Linked DNA regions of Pan troglodytes: region 1 is linked to region 2. Evidence: chromatin contacts called from public HiChIP or PLAC-seq data. All regions are on one chromosome and are shown on one strand. Each heading gives the region's core, a stretch centred on a gene start, on an enhancer-like site or on the middle of the called end of the contact. The rest is flanking DNA. Distances are from core to core; before and after follow the strand shown. Region 1 holds the start of RAB32 (RAB32, member RAS oncogene family). Region 2 holds the start of GRM1 (glutamate metabotropic receptor 1).

Region 1 (2,700 bases), core at 97-2,596, 520 kb after region 2:
TGAGTGATATTCCATTGTGTGTGTGTGTGCGTCCGTGTATATGCGCGCGTGCATGCCTATGTATGTATTACAATTTCTTTATCCATTCATCGTTAACAGACACTTTGGTTGTTTCCAAATCTTCGCAACTGTGAATAATGCTGCATGAACTTGAGAGCGATTTCTGAGATCCTGATTTCATTTCCTTTGGGTATACACCCAGAAGAGGGATAGCTGGGTCACTGGCTTTAGCAACGATTTTTGCAATATCACACCAAAAGCCCAGGCAACCAAAGCAAACCTAGATAAATGGGACTTCATCCAACTAAAATGCTTCTGCACCGCATAGGAAATAATCAACAAAATGAAAAAACAGCCTATAGATTGGGAGAAAATATTTGTGAGCCATATATCTGATAAGGGGTTAATATCCAAAATACATTACGTTCACAGAACTCAGCCAAAATAAATAAATAAAACACCCAGTTAACTAACGGGCAAAGGATCTGAATGGACTTTTTTTTTTTTCCAGAGGAAGTACAAATTGCCAACAGATATAAGAAAAGGCGCTCAAAATCACTAATGAACAGGGAAAAGCCACTAGGTATCTCCTCACACCTGCTAGGATGACTGTTATAAAAAAGATAAGCGATAGTAAGTGTCGGTGATGTGCGGAGCAAAGGGAACCTTGTACACTGGTGGTGGGAATGTGCACTGGAACAGCCATTATGGAAAACCCTACGGAGGTTCACTCAAAAAGTTAAAAACAGAACTACCAGCCCAGTGTTATCCGTCCTTCGTTAAGTTCAAAGTCACGGTGCCACTTCCTTTCCCATCTAAAGGGGACTGCTCGCGACCCAAGCCAAGGCCCGCAAGTGTGGCTCTCCCTGCGGGGAGAGTAGGGCAGGAGGTGGATTTCCAGGCCAGAGGCTTCCAGGCTGGGCCCGGACCCCACGCCGACCCCGGCCCCGGGGGGCGCTCAGCGACCTCGGCGCCTCCTCAGGCCCCCAGTGAACCTCCGGGGCCCATAAAGGCTCCAGGCCGGCTCCCCGGAGGCCCACCAGCGGGCGTCTGGGCCTCCCTCCGCGCCGCGACCGCCAGGAGGCGCCGCCCGGGAGAGGAAGTCCAGTTGGGCCCGGCCGGGCTTCGGAGGCGCCGCCCGGGAGAGGAAGTCCAGTTGGGCCCGGCCGGGCTTCAGAGGCGCAGGGCGGGAGCCGCCTCGCGCAGGGTCCTCCCCAAGCCGGCGCCAGGCCCTTCCCTCGTCCGGCCCTGCCCTCGTCCGGCCCAGCCCTCGTCCGGCCCCGCCCGGGCCGCGAGCACTGGCGGGTTCTGGGTCCTGTGACCGGTCAGGCGGCGTCAGCGGGCGCGGCGGAGGGCTGGCCGGCCTCGGGGGAGTTTCCGCGGCCGCCGGGGGCGCGGCGGCAGAGCGCGAGGCCGGGCAGGGGGCCAGACTCGGAGCCGAGGCGCGCCCGACAGCCGCAGCGCTCATGGCGGGCGGGGGAGCCGGGGACCCCGGCCTGGGGTCGGCCGCCGCCCCAGCGCCCGAGACCCGCGAGCACCTCTTCAAGGTGCTGGTGATCGGCGAGCTTGGCGTGGGCAAGACCAGCATCATCAAGCGCTACGTCCACCAGCTCTTCTCCCAGCACTACCGGGCCACCATCGGGGTGGACTTCGCCCTCAAGGTCCTCAACTGGGACAGCAGGACTCTGGTGCGCCTGCAGCTGTGGGACATCGCGGGTAAGCGCGGCCGCGAGTTTCCCACTCCAGAGCCCCGCCGGGCCGCCTGGCTCCTCTCTGCCTCTTTTCTTTTTCTTTTCTGCCTGAACTCGTCTGCCTGGGTACCTTTAGGAGAAGAGAGAGGCCCAATCCAAGGGCGAGATGCGATGGACGCGGTCGGCTGGACTCGGTGGGGCCCAGAGGATGGGATGGGCAGTAGGAGTTGGAGCAGGTCCTGCACGCCAGAGCTCGCTCTCCTGAAGGGAGGCGAGGAGGCCAGGGGGTCTTTTCCAGAAGTTTGAACTCTGAATAATGCAAGTATATCATACATACACCAGGACTAGTTGAGAAGCCTGCTTTGGAGCGGGCCGGCGCCTCTCAGCCTCAACTCAAGTTCAGAGGGATTGGGTGACTTAACCCGAAGCTGCACTCCTAGTTAGTGACATCACCAAGACCAAAAGCCAGGTTCCTTTCCAGATCATTTTCCACCACCCGCCTTGGCTCTGAGACTGGCCTTTGTGAGGGAAACTCCATTCCTCAAATACTTTGCTCTCATCGGAAGCCGAGGACAGACACTCCGTGAAGATTTGGGAAAGCTTTTCTGAAACCTTACACTCACCCCTTCCTCTCTTGCTAAACCAACACCTAGTCCCATCCCTGGTGCCCTCGCCCCCCCCCCCGCCACCCCCCCCACTCCTCAATACAGTGTTTCTCTGCCATTTGCTTTCATTTGTTCTGTTTGAGGGGGTACATTTCCCTCTGCTCTGATTTATGAACACTTGAACTTTGCCTGGTGTGGTGGTTGGGAGTGGGCGTTTTAAAGATGATGTTAACTATTGGAAAGTTCATAGAAATGGTACCAAGCCAAGCGCCAGTGGCTCACGCCTGTAATCCCAGCACTTTGGAAGGCCTAGACTGGAGGATCGCATGAGCACAGGAGTTCGAGACCAGCCTGGGCTGTTAGTGAGACCCTGTCTCTACAAAATACATACATACATATATACA
Region 2 (2,868 bases), core at 34-2,533:
AGTGTGTGTGTGTGTGTGTGTGTGTGTGTGTGTGTATGTGTGTGTATGGGTAAAGAACTCAGAGGAGGGAGGTTGAAAGAGCAAAGCGGGTCAGGGAATTGCAACTCACTGGTCAAAGCGTCCCTTGCAGCCCTGCCGAGGAATGTCTGGCTGGACCGAGCACTGTCCAGGGTCCTGAAGGCGGCAGGGCTCAGGCTGCCGCGGCGAGAGCAACCCGGAAGCTCCCCTCCGTTCCCTTTCTAGCAACTATGCAAACCCCAAAGCAAGCGCAAGACCCCCTCTAACCCGTCCACCCACCGCGGGAAACAAGTTACCTTATCTGCACCCCTTCTTCTTGAACATACACAGCAAGCCTGACTTCTTAGGGGGGAAACATACCAAACTCCTCCATACGGAGACTTTACCAGGCGTTGCCTTAGTAACTAATGTGGATTTTCTTCAAGCTGGCAAATTTATATTTACAGCTGATTGTATGTCAGGGCTTCTTCAACCCCTCAAAATTAAAGTAAAAGGTGCATCCTTTGTTTACATTTATTTTAAAGTCGCGCTTCCACCTTTACAATGAGTTTCCAAATTTTCTTCTGAAAAAAAGTTGATCTTTTCCAATCCGGAAAGTTCTCTTGGGTTGAAGGACCTAGCTCCTCCCCTCCTCTCTGCTCACCTTCCCCACAGCCCTCCAAGTTAGAAAGCATGACAGTTTTTAGGGGACCAGGAAACGACTTAAGGTTGGAGGAGCGGGCGAGTTGGCGGGGCTCTGCGCCGCCTGGACCCGTGAGGACAGAGGGGGCAGGACACCCCGCCTTCCTCAGTGACCACAGCTGCGCTCCAAGCTGTTCCTGCAGCCGATATCAGGATGTGCCGAAATGAAACGGACAAGGCAACTGTTAACATTACAGACCCCAGAGTTTTAACACAGGTCCTCTGATGACAAGGTTGTGATTTTTCTCTGTCTTTTGTCAGCAGCATCTAGCTCACCGCTGCCTACACGACTTCCACTGTACTCTTGATCAATTTACCTTGATGCACTACCGGTGAAGAACGGGGATTCGAATTCCCTTACAAACGCCTCCAGCTTGTAGAGGCGGTCGTGGAGGACCCAGAGGAGGAGACGAAGGGGAAGGAGGCGGTGGTGGAGGAGGCAAAGGCCTTGGACGACCATTGTTGGCGAGGGGCACCACTCCGGGAGAGGCGGCGCTGGGCGTCTTGGGGGTGCGCGCCGGGAGCCTGCAGCGGGACCAGCGTGGGAACGCGGCTGGCAGGCTGTGGACCTCGTCCTCACCACCATGGTCGGGCTCCTCTTGTTTTTTTTCCCAGCGATCTTTTTGGAGGTGTCCCTTCTCCCCAGAAGCCCCGGCAGGAAAGTGTTGCTGGCAGGAGCGTCGTCTCAGCGCTCGGTGGCCAGAATGGACGGAGATGTCATCATTGGAGCCCTCTTCTCAGTCCATCACCAGCCTCCGGCCGAGAAAGTGCCCGAGAGGAAGTGTGGGGAGATCAGGGAGCAGTATGGCATCCAGAGGGTGGAGGCCATGTTCCACACGTTGGATAAGATCAACGCGGACCCGGTCCTCCTGCCCAACATCACCCTGGGCAGTGAGATCCGGGACTCCTGCTGGCACTCTTCCGTGGCTCTGGAACAGAGCATTGAGTTCATTAGGGACTCTCTGATTTCCATTCGAGATGAGAAGGATGGGATCAACCGGTGCCTGCCTGACGGCCAGTCCCTCCCCCCAGGCAGAACTAAGAAGCCCATTGCGGGAGTGATCGGTCCCGGCTCCAGCTCTGTAGCCATTCAAGTGCAGAACCTGCTCCAGCTCTTCGACATCCCCCAGATCGCTTATTCAGCTACAAGCATCGACCTGAGTGACAAAACTTTGTACAAATACTTCCTGAGGGTTGTCCCTTCTGACACTTTGCAGGCAAGGGCCATGCTTGACATAGTCAAACGTTACAATTGGACCTATGTCTCTGCAGTCCACACGGAAGGTAGGCATTATATTTGGGAAAGAAGGGTACTGAGAAAGTCAGGGCAATGCATGATGTGCTTCTGGGATCATAGTATTGTTCCTGTTTATTTCTAGCACTGTGGGGAACGGAGTTTACCCTTCTCAGTACTGCCCACCCAGGCATTGCCTTTTATTCTCATTTCCTTACAATTATAGTGTAGGAAAATTGTACCCCATAGAATATCTGAGGATAGTAGGAGCTGAAAGGGTATCAAACTTTCCATGCAAAGTGTCCAGCAGTAGATTTGACTTGAATACTTGTTTACCCTCATATTTTGAGTTTGCGTTTGGAAGGCTTATTTGTCCAAGGTGTTATATTGCCCTTCAGTGACTGGCTATGACTTTCCAGGTGTAATGAGTTAATTCAGTGTGAGTGATTGGCAAAAAGAAGTTACTATTCCACAAATAGGACTTCAAAGCTTTATCTTTCTTTAACAGTCGAAGATTTTCTTTGTCCTCTTGTACCCCTTCTTACATATCCAAAACTTTCCTGTGAATGTAGGATTAATGCAGTCATCTCCCTCAGTATATCAGAAACTTATATTTTTATTTCTGGAGTACCTTAGTTACAAAGAAAAAGTAAGTAATTTAAATAATGTATTTTCTTCTTACTTTATAGGCTAAAATCATCCAGATTCCCTCACTCCCCCAAGAATTATCTTGTTTTATGAGAAATAACACTGGTGACCACTTGGATTTGAGTTTTGGTTTCTAGTCTTTTTTCTTCTAACACAATGAACTTACGTATTAGAATTAAAGTTAGATCAGTTATAAAATACTAATGAATGGATAGCAGATATTAGGTTTATAATGTCTTTCTAAAATGCAATAGATTAACCTAAGGTTAAAAGCTTGATTTTTCCAG

The links. HiChIP or PLAC-seq counts read pairs in DNA pulled down with a chosen protein or histone mark.
Region 1: an H3K4me3 HiChIP or PLAC-seq map of stem cell-derived excitatory neurons shows a contact between it and region 2, with 5 times the contacts expected there. The contact joins the promoter of RAB32 here to the promoter of GRM1 in region 2.

The regions. Positions count from the first base shown.
Region 1 is chr5:158,432,789-158,435,488 of NHGRI_mPanTro3-v2.0_pri, forward strand. It overlaps RAB32 (RAB32, member RAS oncogene family), which reads left to right and starts at 1,347. Exons shown (of 3, transcript XM_001161467.7): 1 at 1,347-1,716. The coding sequence starts at 1,467.
Region 2 is chr5:157,910,465-157,913,332 of NHGRI_mPanTro3-v2.0_pri, forward strand. It overlaps GRM1 (glutamate metabotropic receptor 1), which reads left to right and starts at 1,284. Exons shown (of 8, transcript NM_001164701.1): 1 at 1,284-1,983. The coding sequence starts at 1,284.